Regions from separate parts of the Mus musculus genome. Here region 1 is linked to region 2. A link is a contact called in public Micro-C data. All regions are on one chromosome and are shown on one strand. Each heading gives the region's core, a stretch centred on a gene start, on an enhancer-like site or on the middle of the called end of the contact. The rest is flanking DNA. Distances are from core to core; before and after follow the strand shown.

Region 1 (7,066 bases), core at 3,309-5,808, 120 kb after region 2:
ACAGCTACTTAACCTATTTCTTTATCATTGTTCTTGTGGGCAACATTGCAATAAACAAAAAGACTGCCTTTCTATGTTTAATTCAAGTTCAATTATTTTAACTAATGTATTAAATACAAAATTTCATGGAGTTAACTTTACTGTTCTCTCAAATGAATCATCTTGGCAATGACAGACTTATACATACTTAACAGGTATCAATTGATATTTTGATCCATATATTCATTGTGCAAAACTTATATCAGGTTAAACACATCTGACTCTTAAACATTATAATTGTTATGCTGATTCCATTTAGAACCAGTTCTTATAACTGTGAAGCTACCACTGTGATTTTTTTTTGATCCAGATGATAAGAATAGCATGTCAAAAAGTTTTTCTCAATTATTAGTACTTTTTGACCAACATTTCTCAAGCTCTAGCCTCTTCTGTCATAAATTTATTCTACTCTCAGCCACAATGTGATCAAGGTAAAAAGAAATAATCGATATACGTGTCTGTGTCACTTCTGTACATGTCTTATTTCACTTACCATAATGACTTTCAGTTGTATCTACATTGTTGCAATGACAGGACCTGGTCATTTATTTATAGGGAATACAATTCTATTGTGGGTAGGCACCATATTCTCTGTTTATCTATTGATAGAGCATTAAGCCTGTATTTCTTAGCTTTTACAATAGTGTACCGATGATCATGAGGGAAGGGGATATTAATTACCTCTTTAGATATATACATAATACACACACACACACACACACACACACACACACACACATACATAAACTTACTCACTTTACATCCTGCTCACTTCATCTCTCCCACAATCCTTCCCTCATCTCCTTTCCCTTTCTCCTCTCAGTGGGTGTGGCCCCCTGGATATCCCACACTCTGGTATTTCAAGTCTTGTCTAAGTCTAGGCACTTCCTCTCCCACTGAGGCCAGACAAGGCAGATTAGCTAGAAGAACACATCCTACATACAGGTAACAGCATTTGAGATAACCCCCAGTTCTACTTTTTCAGGAACCACATGAAGATAGAGCTGCATATCTGCTACATATGTAGCATTTGGACCCAGGGACTTTGGTTGGTGGTCCAGTCTCTGAGAAACCCAAGGTTCTAGGTTAGTTGATTCTTTTGGTCTTTCTGTGGATTTCCAATCCCCTTAGAGACTGCAGTTCTTCCTTCTATTCTTCTGTAAGTGTCCCCAAGCTCTATCCTCTGTTTGGCTGTGGCTGTATGCATTTGTCTGAGTCAGTTGGTGGGTCAGTCATAGCCATGCTAGACTCCTCTCTACAAGTATAACAGAGTGTCATTAATAATGTCACTGATTGATGCTTGCCAATGGGATGGATGAGTCTTAAGTTGGGTCAGTTATTGGTTGACCAGTCCCTCAGTCTCTGCTCAATCACCTGTGCCTGCATTTCTCAAAGACAGGATAAATTGGAGGTTGAAAGTCTTGTGGGTGGGTTGGTGTCCCTATCTGGCCAGGAGGCAGCCCCCTTAGGCTACATATCTCTAAAGCTGTGAGTTGTAGATAAGGACAACCCCATTCATCCTTGGGTGTCTCCCCTTTCCCAGGTCCCTATGACTGGATATGCCCTCTCCTGTCCCCTGCCCCAAATGTTTGCAGATTTCCATTGACTCTCATGGCTATTAGACCATTCCCCCCTCCCCCTCCAACACCCCACCTGGAAACCCCCTCACTCCTGTCCTGATCCTCCGTCTATCTGCCCTCTACAACCACTCCATTCCCTCTTCCAAGTGAGGCTCACACATATTAGCTTGTGCCCTTCCCGTCCAGCCTCCTTGGGGTTGTGTGTAGCATGGACATACTGTACATTATGGCTAATATCCACTTATAAGTGAATGCATGCCTTGGATGCCCTTTTAGGACTGGGTTACCAATGTTATCCAGATGATATTCTAAGAAACACCAATTTACCTGCTAAATTCATGATGTCTTTGTTTTTTTATAGCTGAATGGTATTCCATTGTGTAGATGTGCCACACTTTCTTTATCCATTCTTCAGTTGAGGAACACATCTGGGTTGTTTCTAGTCTAGATATCACAAATAAAGCAATTGAACACATGTGCGATGGTAGAGCATCTTTTGGGATTCCGTTGAGTCTGTAGAGTGCTTGAAGTAAGATGGTCATTTTCTCTATATTAATCTTACTTATCCAGAACCATGTGAGATCTTTACATCTTCTGTTATCTTTTTCAATTTCTTTCTTCAGGCATTTGAAGTTCTGTCATGCAGATCTTTCGCTTACTGGATTAGTTATACCAAGATATTTTATATTATTTGTGGCTATTGTAAAGGGTATTTTATTAATTTCTTTCTCAGCCAGTTTAACATTTGTATAGAGGAAGGGTACTGATTTCTTTGAGTTAATTTTTTATCCAGCCACTTCACTTTGCTGAAATGATTTATGAGTTATAAGAGTTTTCTGGTAGAACTTTTGGGGTTGTCTAGGTATAGTATCATATTATCTGCAAATAGCAATACTTTGACATTTCCTTTCCAATTTGTATACCCTTGATCTCCTTCAGTGGTCTTGTTACTCTGGCTAGAACTTCAAATACTATGTTGAATAAATAGAGTAAGAGTGGGCAGCCCGTCTTGTCCCTGATTTTAGTAGAATCACTTTAAGTATTGCTCTGGATAGAAATTCAAGTTCTGTATTGAATAAATAGAGTGAGAGTGGGAAGCCTGTCTTGCTCCTGATTTTAGAAGAATTACTTTAATTTCCTTCCATTTACACTACCAACTTGCTGTATATTGCTTTGATTAACTTTAAGTATGTGCCTTGTAGTCCTGATTTCTCTAATACTTTCAACATGAAGGGATATTGGATTTGTCAAAGACTTTTCAGCATCTAATGAGAGGATAACATTTTTTCCTTTCAATTTGGTTATATGGTGGATTACATTGATGGATTTTTATATATTGAACAATCCCCACATCCCTGGGATGAATCCTACTTGATCATGATGTATGATGTTTTTGATGTGTTCCTGGATTCAGTTTGCTAGTATTTTATTGGATATTTTTATATAAATGTTCATAAGAGAAATCAATCTGAAGCAGAGATGTATTTTAGATTGATCTATTAATTAGCTTGACTTAATATATAATAAATAACTATATATATATATCACTGTAACCCATAAATGTATAGAAATATTTTAAATCCTTTTAAATAATCTATGTATAAAATAAATTAAATAGCATATGGATGTTTGGAAAACAAAAAGAGAAAGATAGATAATTTTTATGTTGATTTCTGTACCATTGAGCTTTATTGAATACATTGATTGCAAAGTTTTTGTGAGGCCTTTAGGCCATCTGACATGTGCTATTTCATAGGATGTTAAGTGGAATACTTTTGTTTTTTCTGATTTGGCTGTCTTTTTTCTTACCTGATCTATACTTTTACCAGAACTTACTAGAACTATGTTGACAAAGCAGTCAGAGTGAACATTTTTGCCCTTACTAGACCTTAGAAGAATATTTTCACACTTTTCACCATTTAATTAAAATGTTAACTATGGTATTTTCAAAACTCGCTTCTATGGGTTTGAATAAATTTTTCTCTGAGTCTTTACTAAAAACCATGGTAAATTTTGTCAAATACATCATATAATTTATCAATCAATCTATTAGTATAAGGTATCACATTGACTGACTTGCTTTTGTATCCAAGGACAAACCATTTTTTTTTCATGTTATATGATCTTTTGGATGTATTGTTAGATTTTGCTCATAGCATTTTACTGGGAACATTTGCTCTCATAGTCATCATAGGTATTGGTCTGTCGTTTTCTTCTGGTGTTTCTATCTGGCTTTTGTATCAGTGTAACTCTAGCTTCACAAAGAGGAGTTTGGAAATCTTCCTTCCATTCTATTTTACTATGAACTACGTGTGAGGTAGAATATGTGGTTTTATATACTACGTCCCAGTCTAAGTTCTTTTGAAATGCTAACTCTCTACATCTTAACACCGTGGATCAGATTCCACGAGAATCACTATGTTAGACACGAACAAACTGAAGGCAGGAAAATTAATCTGTTTCTCCCAGTGTCACAAATATAGTAAGAAACGGATCAAAGATTTACAGGCAGACATTTTGGATCAAGATTGTCCTGATGCTTGCAAAAAAAGATATAAAGTCTATGTCAATTCTAGTAACATAGACAAGCTAGAAGAAGTTTATATGGTGTAAGAAACATTCATACTAGCCTAGTTAAATATTGAATTACACGGGCTGTCTACCAAGGAGTTGAAACTCAACTGTGGAAGAAAGAGATTCTGTAACAACCTCCAGCTCAACTTATTTTCTCTTTTCTTGGAGCATCAGAATTTTGTTATCTACTAACAGAGTAATTGCTTTGAACAAAGCTTATTGTTTGTAGTTTTTTTGGTTGTGGGTTTTTTTTTTTTCATTATTTGGTTGAAATAACCTTGGCAGGCAAGCATTAGAGTCAAAATAATCCCATCAAAAGCAGATTGGCTTCACAGGTTTACTTTGGTGGTATCTTATGCTAAGTTATTATAGTGACATAGCTGTGTCTTCACAAAGTCTAGCAGAGGAAAAGACATGGGTAAAAGACACTACAGAGGCCATTCTCATGGCAGTAGTTTTACCTATTGGTGTCAGCATGATAGAAAAGAGCTCAGTAAACTTCCTGGAATACAAGCTTCAATACTCGTTAAAAGAAACAAAAATATTCTCTCCTGATAGAGGCTTTCAGAGTAGTGAAATGCAACAGTAAACAGGGCAAGTTAAAGTCATATTTTGATATGGCTCCTAAAGATTCTAGAAGACATTCTTCAAACCCACATTCCTCCTATCTGGATCCCAAAGTGAGGCTCTTGCCAGTGTCTGTCGTCAGGCACTTACATTCCTGTAACAGAAGAAAATTTCAGTCTTTGCGTTTGAATGAGGTGAAAAGCAGAAAATCAAAGAAATTAGAATTTTAACAAAACAGGACAAGTGTCTGAGAGACCAGATCTTATGTGGGGACTCACTGGATCATGAATGTTGAGTTGAAATGTATGGACTTTTGAAAACTTGCCAAGAGATGCTGTCATAATGTGGCACTTAGGCAAAATTGAAAGCATAGAAGTAAGTACAGAAACTCATAAAGTCCAAAATATCTGCTTTTTAATTTTCAGTAGAAGCACTTATTATGTTACAGTATTTATATATTTGTTTGTGTGTGTGTGTGTGTGTGTGTGTGTGTGTGTGTGACATGTGGAGATCAGAGGACAACTTGCAGGATTCGGTTGTCTTCTTCCATCATACAGGTCCCATTTATTAAAACTCATTTGGGCAGGCCTGAAAAATTTGACTGGTCTATATGATGAAATTTATCCAGACTCTGAAAATAATGATGTATTTTCTCTTCTACATTTGGCACTTAATCATTCTTTGTCTACCAACTCTGCTCGCCCCTGTCACAGCCCCTTTAAAGGTCTACCTTAGAATGGATGCAGCTAACCACCAGGCCTGCTTTCTAAGGCTCCGTTTTCTCTTGGCTCTGTGAATGCTGTGCTCTAGCATTCCTTCCAGTCTCTGTCAGAAGTGCTTCTTCTTCCAGCCCATCATTAAAGTCAGTGTGCCTCGGATTTCTGTTTAGACTACTTTATATTTTTACTGATTCTCATGTCTTGAGTAATCTCATGCAAGTCCTTGGTTTTAGTTACCTCTACCCAATTAGTCATGTGATCATACTCATTTCCTGCCAGTTCCCATCTCTATAGTCCCTTACCATTACAAGATCTACATACACCTCAAAAATAGCAACATTTCAAAAGAAAGGCATAATGAATCTACATGATTCATTTCCAATCATTTTTACTTATACAATGGCTATGCAATGTTTAGCATATAAGTCTATCCACCCATTTATACAAGAGTCTACTTTTAAAAGTTCTATATAAATCCTAATTTAATTCCCTTGGTATTTCTTGGACAGAATTTATGTCAATTTCAAACTTCACTGTCATAGTTCAGCTTGCCAGTATCTTACATCAAACTTATTAAACAATCATCCATTTAATCCTCTAAGTGGACTATTTCTGTAATATTATTGACAGTGTCAATCTCCCTTGGAAAATCATGCATTGCCCTCAGTGAGTCCAATTGCCATTAGCTAGCTTCTTTGGGTCTTTCGCTATTCACAGTTTTCCTCTTACCAGCCCTCTCTAGTCAGTCTCTAATTCCCCTTAAAATTTTACCAAATGAGGTAGGTTTGGCTCTTTTATTTCTCTCTGTCCTGTGAATCTTCATATGATTTTAACTCTGTCCAGAATTGACCCTTATTCGATTTAATTCATAATCATGTTTCTCATACTTTGTTGTTGTCCCTTGGTGCCATAGGCTTCAATCCTACCTGTAGTGCAGGAGATAACAATATAGTGGCAGGTCCTCTTCTCTTATTTTCATGCCCATGAAATAAGGTTTACTTGGACTCATCTTCTAAACAATAGGCTTAAGTGGAGGACTTATTCACTCTTAACAACAAAAAAGGAAAAGCACAGGGTAGAGAGTTGTAGAAAAGTGCTAAACTAATTATCTCCTGGCTCATCTGCCCTGTATTTTTCTACTTCTGCAGTTATATTAATGTCCTTTTATTAGAACAAAAAGCCCTACATTTTGACCAAACAAAATTACTAAGTTGAGCCTTGGGGTAAAAATGAAAACAAAAAATAATTCTTACTATAATTTACTCTATGGCTCAAGGCAAATTTAATATAGTGTTATTTCTATAGACCACTGGAAAAAAGTAAAAGTCTGCATTTTGAAAACACTAAGGAGCAATAGTATACATATACATATACATGTGTGTGTGAAATACATATAAATATATATGAAATATATATATATATATATATATATATATATATATATATATGTGTGTGTGTGTGTGTGTGTGTGTGTGTGTGTGTGTGTATGATGGAAACCAATAGATACATGTTAGCAGTTAATCTCTCTAATTTTAACAATCTTATATTTTTGTTTCAGTCAGTGAATACTTATGTGTATATAATTCT
Region 2 (7,130 bases), core at 1,079-3,578:
TCTGGAGCTGCCCTGTTTCCATCTCACGCATTGTCAAGGCTCTTGCTAGCCTCCTGAGGGAACGGGGGAAATGGCAGCTGTAAATTACCACAGATCTTTATGAGTTCTAATGGATCTTGGTTTCAAATATGCAGTACTGTTAGCACTATTCACAAATGTATATACTTCCATGCACATTCTGCTAGTTAGGTACTGGCATCAGTTCTGCCTCAAATCATGTATGTAAAAGGAATTTTCAATGAAGTCCAGAAATAATTGATGATTGTCAGATTATGCTGTGTTAGAGAATATTATCAGCACTGTTTCTATTTTTTTTATTAGATATTTTCTTTATTTACATTTCAAATGTTATCCCCTTTCCTAGTTTCCCCTCTGAAAATCCCCTATCCCTTCTCCTGCCCCCCAACCCACCCACTCCCATTCCTGGCCCTGGCATTCCCCTCTATTGGGGCATAAAACCTTCACAGGACCAAGGGACTCTCCTCCCATTGATGGCCGACTAGGCCATCCTCTGCTACATATACAGCTAGAGCCACAAGTTCCACCATGTGTTTTCTTTGATTGGTGCTTTAGTTCCAAGGAGCTCTGAAGGTACTGGTTAGTTCATATTGATGTTTCTTCTATGGGGCTTAAGTTCCCTTCAGCACCCTGGGTATTTCTCTGGCTCCTTCATTGGGGACCTTGTGTTCTGTCCAATGGATGACTGTGAGCATCCACTTCTGTATTTGCCAGGCACTGGCAGAGCCTCGCAGGAGACAGCTATATCAGTCAGCACTGTTTCTTTACATGAGATGTTGGATGGTTCTCCTTAAGAAGATAGCCCTGATTTCTGAATCTCATAAAGAAAACAACCTTGGGAGAGTGGAGGCTGACTTTGGGAGTGGCCTTGATCCTCGGGCTAGGGATGATAAGGTTAACAGATAGAGCTGAGAAGATTCTGTAAGTAACTCCTTGTGAAAAGAGCCATTTATATCCCTACAAAATTTTACATGCAATTTGCATATCTCTTTTGCATTGAAATATGAAAAATCAGAGTTACCACAGGGATAGTGACAGAAGCCAAGCTCCTTGGCTGAGGATAATCTCACCTTCCACAAAGAACCAGGGGACTCGCTTCCCCCAGACACCTGCACTTCGTAAGAACAAATTAGGAGGATTGTTGTGGTGGTTAGACAAGACACTGCTTGTCAAATATTAATAGAATATATAGGTATTTTGTATTGATATAATGCTGGCACAAATTTTGTAGTGTGAATGGTAGATTAAAAAGCCAATTGGACAAAATCAAGGAAACTGTTTCTATTTTATCATTTACTTTTATATTGATAATAAGAATTATTTTTGTAAAAATTTTGAGGAGTTAAACTCATTTGTATGATAGACTACACCATAATAAAGATAATAAAATTATTACACCAGTTTTTATTAAGTTCAATTAGTACTTAGACAACTCAGGATTAATAATCTAAAGCCTAAACAGTACAGCAATACTTTATTTAAAACTGAAACTCCCATTTTGATGTGAGGCGCCCCAGCTAGTGTGAAGACTGAGGTCCTTCACACTTACCTCCTTACTCAGTTAGCTCCACAGTCCCAGCAGACAGGCAGTATTATAATTATTCAGATAGGGATGCTTAAGCACCCGCAGTTTAAATAACTTGCCGAAATCAGCATTGCTAGCCAAATGCAGAGCCAAGATCCAAGGATAGATCTGTCTTCCAAAGCCAGACTTTGTTCCAGGAAAATGGATTCAATTAGCAACAAAATCCATTTATCTGTATGTTTTTTTTTTTTTTGAGTAAGTTGATTTTAAACTTGGATTGTCTAAAATGTAATTTTCTGCAAAGTTTTAAAAATACACCCTTTGTTATTTTTTATGTTAATTATTGCTGAAGTAACAAAGCCTGCAGTGTATTTTAATCTGGAGAAGTACAATGTGTTCATCTGTGATGAAAATAAGCCAGAGGCAAATACCTGACAGGAACCCTGTCTGCCTATTCTTCAGCATGTACAGCAAGATGGCTGTCTAGACTTAATTGCATTAAACCACCTAGATGGTTGAGGAAACAGTGCTTCACCTCATCACAGCTATTAAAACCAGCGTTTGATCAATAAAATAGATTTTGCTTTTAAGGCTCACAGATTAAAATGGCTATAAGTAAATGGAATAAAACATTTCCATACATTAAAGTATATCCTGATTCATCAATATTCAGATTAAATTTAATATTTCTGACACTTGCTGTATCCTCTTTTATATACACTTGTTCCCATAGCTTTTGAACGGGCTTTGTTCCCTTTTGTACGTTGAAAACGAAAGGGACAGCCATGCTTAATGTTTACAGCGTGACGGCAGAAGCATTTGGTAAAATAAACTTTGAGTTCTACTTTCTGACTCTCTCCTTGAAGCACATGAAAACAATGATAAACGTTATGTTTTCAGAGCAAAACCAAAGAAGTGTAACACTGAAATTTTTGTGTGTGTGTGTGTGGGGGCGGATGGGGGGCACTGAGTGATACATTCTCAGATATCATCCTGAAAAGGAGAAAAATCAAATGTTTTCCCAGTGTAGTATGAAGGTAAGGAAATATATATGATTTAAATCCACACGGAACAAAGGTGGTTCCATTGTTATTCTGTGGATCCTTTGTTATTCTCTTGAAAATAGTGAAAAGGCAGTGAAGCACACTACCAATAGCTGAGCAGTAGACCCTGCTGTACTGACTGATTTTATGTTTTAGACTGTGTCTCAAGAGATAAAGAGAAGACAGCATGGAAAACAGAACAGGGCTCTGCGTTGAAGACTGACCAATGTGTTTAAAACAAAGTGAACTTGTTCTCTGTAGCTCTCCAAATTTGTGTCTTGTTTTAAAGCCAAGTGCAATAACTTGGCTAAACAATGAGTCACATTGAACAAAATAATATTTAGATAAAATGGCTGTCACTTTAGGGCAAATATCTCCATATCTCTTTGTTCATAATATCTGACACTTTAAATTTGAGGTGGTGCAATATGTAGTTTATTACATGTTTTCCTGTTCTCAAGTTAAAAATGGGCTTTAAAAGGCATCAAATGAAAGGGTAGTTCAAGACCTTGCAGTGATTGGGGGAGCCAGGTTGTTCAGTCCTGAGTAAAGCCGGGTGGTCTTATTTTGAAGGAATTAGAGATAGAGAAGTTTTGGCAGTGTGCAGCTCCTTTCCAGTTAGTAATTTGTGTTTCCCTCTTCACGTACTTCACTCATTTGTTAGTACCATACAAGCGAAGCCTGCTTGAGGTTGTATATGCACCACAGTGTTTTGTTCAGAAATCTCACACACCCTGAGCATTAACCAGGGGTAATTACATGTATATGAACTTACAAAACACTGAGAGACCTATCAGTACTGCCCATTTCCAGGTGAATAAATCTTTAAGAAAATTATTTATAGGTCAATATTTCCCAGATCCTTCCTATGTGTATTTTATCTCTGGAAACATGCAATAATTCTGGCATACACACAGTCTCTTCTTTACGCTCTTAATATTTCATTGAAAAAAAATCTCATACAATGTGGTCACTAGCTAAGACTGCCATTCCAAAACTTCATCCATGATTATCTTGCACCTTCTCAAGCTATTTGATGCTATTTCTAGTGATGTGGGAACAACCTAGCAACTCAAGTTTGGCCATTATTTAAGATTTGCATCTTTAAAGGCTGTTTGTGAGAGTCAAGGAACTTGTAGCATTCCCTTTGCACAGTGATGGGGAGATGCTTCCTCTCAGAGCATCCAATCCAAATTGCCTCTATTAATCCCAATTATGCCAAACCACACTTTGACCCTTCCTCAGCTGGTCTAGTTTTCTATGCAAGCTCTGTGTGTTCTGTGGGTAATGCCTTTCACTTCATTGACTTTGTCTTCAGGTCACTGTTTGCTAGACACTTCTTGAGCCCTGATGAAAGGCAGCTATCCTTGGCTTTAACCATTTTTTTCTCCTTTACTTCATTTTATGCATTTAATACACTGAGCTTTATCATAGAGAATGGCTCAGCTAGTATTTGTTGAATAAAAAACAGTCAAGTATTTCCTTCTGTCTAATTAGGAAGTCTTAGTCATTTTTCTCTAGTACTACAGGGTCATCTTGTTCAGTGTGTGTGTGTGCACACATGTGTGTGTATCTACCCCCAGGTGACCTTCTTTGAGGGTACCAAGATTTTCTCTCTTTTTTTGTTTGCGGGTTTTGTTTGTTTGTTTGTTTTGTACTAATCCAAATGGATATGCTTCAAATAATAATTTATAAAGTAGATACAAATTCATTATGTATAAATGTGGGTTTTTTGTGTAGAGAGACCCATGGCTAGAAGTACTGAATGAAGTACTGAAGTACTGAAGATGTTCATAAAAGTCAACTGTGAAGACCTCACCCAACATGTGAGACCTCTTCCTTTCATGTCTATGAATTCTACTCTCTAGAAGTTCCACTCCAAAATTACCACATGTCCTATAAGGTCCAACATAATGGAAAACAAACAAATATGGGAAATGTGGAATAGACAAGTGATAAACGTCACTGTTATTAATATCATTGCAGATGCTGTTACAGTGGAAGGTGGTAGGAAATAGATTCATGTTTCTTTTCTAGGGATTTGCTCACCAGAAAACCCAGGTCCAGTCCTCAGCCCTGCCCAGTGCACACACACTGCGTGAAGTATTTTTTAATTTTTTGTCATTAAGTTTGTTCAACCACTCAAAGTCTGTGAATATTCATGTTTTACATTATTCCTTTCCTGATCTTATTTGAAATTGTTAATTAATTCCTTTAAAAACAACAACATGAAAAAATAGTCTACAAACTTTTAAACTGTATATAATCAAATATAATAAGAAAGTAGTATATTTAATGGATGTCTGATCACTAAAGCAGTTTCTTTTTTATTAGATATTTATTTATTTATATTTCAAATGCTATCCCCTTTTCCCTCAGCACACCCCTATGCCATTCCATCTCCCCTCCCACTACTTCTACGAGAGTGTTCCTCCACCCACACTAAAGAAGTTTCTAATAATCTCTTTGTCTTTGTAATCACGCTTCTTCTGCTACACTGGGTACCTTGGGACCACTGTTGCTGAACATCTTGCTCCAGCGTATCTTTACCAGAGGAGTCCAGAGCAGTCAGGGGAAAGTGCGTACTGTTTCACAAGTTTGTTTCCGTATTCACATCTCAAATGGGAATGCTGAAAGAGGTGTCTTCTGAGCAAGGAGCAGCATGAGTGTGCATTCTCTGTACATTTATGCTATCCCCCCACAGCTTAGGAATAGCTTCAGATTTGAGTCTCTTTCCAGAAATTACTTCCTTCCGTTTCGGAGTCTTGGAAGGCATCTGAGAACTGAATCTTCTTTACCTCAAGTGATCTTGACCATTAACTCCCCAACAAGGATCCTACTGTTTGTGCCCAGACATTCTAAATGAGCTTAGAAAAAAAAATCAGAAGTTAAGATTTCTTATTGAATTAAAGCACTCATCAGAAATGCAACATGAATTTGATAGAGAAAGAAAAAATTCTTGTTCTTTGGTGTAGCGCCATCTATCTTGAAGAGAATACACACTATTAACGATGCAACTCTATTTCTAAGAAAAGGTTTTAGAGATATTTTTTATTCCTTTAAGATTCATAAAAGAATATATAAAGTATATAAGACTTAGGGATATTCCATAATGATATAAAGAAACATTTATAGTGGGTGACAGTTGTAATCAATATAGAAGTATTTTTTCATAGATATTTTACTGCTGTATGAAACATAAGAGCTCATTCTAGTTTTTAATTCCTGTGCCTGTTGTGTCCCTGTCATGACAAAAAAATTAAAGGAGAGAGAAATAGTTCAATTTATACCTGGAGTGGAAATATGCCATCGTCAAAGGAAAGACATGGCAGCAGAAGTAGGCACAATTCACCCACAGCTGGAAAGTGGAATGAGGCATGCTTCTGCAGAGCTTGCTATCTCCTCTTTCAGTGGGGACACACAGCCCTAGTTTGCTACTACCACATTGTTGTGGATTTGGCTTATGGCTTATACAATGTTAATTAGGTTCAATTACATGGGAGTTCGCACATCTACATCCTAGACACCATGGGTCCCTGTCCCCAGTTGGCTCTAATAAAGTTGCTGGTGGCCAATGGCTGGGCAGGGAGACAGAGTCAGGACTTTAGATTTCCAGTGCAAGGGAACTCGGGGAAGAAGACTTGAGTATGGTCATGCTAAGGAAGCGGGAGGATTAGGCAAGAGAGCTGCAGAAGACAGAGTAAGAGTCATGTAAGAGCTGAGGAAGAGCAGACCCAAGGTCCCTCCCCAATTGGGTCTTGGCTAGTAAAGATAGAGTGTAGATTTTAGTAAGTAATAATTCAGGGGTATTGGAAGAGAGGCATTAGCACCATAAAAGTTTGGGAGTGAGGGGCCTTGCCATTGAGCTGCTAAGGACATATTAGAAATAAGGCTGCATGTGTGTGTCTTTCATTCAAAAATCCAGAGCATTTTGGCAGGTGGTGAGGAATGCACACCACCACAGGCAGGGTGATTTGAGTAGTGATATTAATTAATATAGCACCACATGTACTGCAAGTCAGCCCACCTCAATGAATATAACCTAGATAATCCCTCCTAGACATATCCAGAGGCTAACTTAGTCTGTATAAATCCTCACAGTCATTTTAGAGGCTTGTCTTCCACTGGACCCTAGAATGTGGCCAGTAGAGAACATCAACCATCCCACTAAATGACAACATCCTCTCTTAAGTTTTCTAGATGCTGATTTGAAGGCACAGAAGCAGTGTGTGAGAGAGACAGAGAGCCTGAGGGAGGGAGCGAGAGAGACAGAGATCTGTGAAACACAACATAAATGGAAAAATACTTTAGTCTCATATTTAGAATTTTAAGTTAAAAAAAAAACCAAAATGTATTTTAGCAACGGGGTCTACTTCATCTTCTGACTTTCATACATAACATTCTGAACTTTTGCAAAACTTCCAAAAGAGGGAAAAGCCCAAGGGGAAATACGTAAATATCAGCGACAGAAGACCTGTCAGGATCTGAAAACGCAAGCCATTTTTAACAACTCAGCCCCATTTAAATTATGTTTAAATTCTTAT

Evidence for each region. Hi-C and Micro-C count contacts between places; a contact is called where the count stands out from the background.
Region 1: a contact with region 2 is called in a Micro-C map of granulosa cells, with 2.2 times the contacts expected there. The contact joins two enhancer-like sites. A contact is called at or near these places in 1 of 39 promoter capture datasets (hippocampal neurons) and 6 of 484 Hi-C or Micro-C datasets (adipose-derived mesenchymal stem cells, cortical neurons, embryonic fibroblasts and 3 more).

What each region holds. Positions count from the first base shown.
Region 1 is chr5:17,754,788-17,761,853 of GRCm38.p6, forward strand. No RefSeq gene overlaps it. Among named protein-coding and RNA genes, the nearest start is that of Cd36, 78 kb to the right of the region's middle. Within about 2 kb of position 4,559, at least 1 of the 459 cell types and tissues checked has an H3K27ac peak or open chromatin away from gene starts, as enhancers often do. A contact at or near this core is called in granulosa cells, where this site is marked.
Region 2 is chr5:17,640,258-17,647,387 of GRCm38.p6, forward strand. The region is part of intron 2 of Sema3c (sema domain, immunoglobulin domain (Ig), short basic domain, secreted, (semaphorin) 3C); the gene reads left to right. Among named protein-coding and RNA genes, the nearest start is that of Sema3c, 69 kb to the left of the region's middle. Within about 2 kb of position 2,329, at least 5 of the 459 cell types and tissues checked have an H3K27ac peak or open chromatin away from gene starts, as enhancers often do. A contact at or near this core is called in granulosa cells, where this site is marked.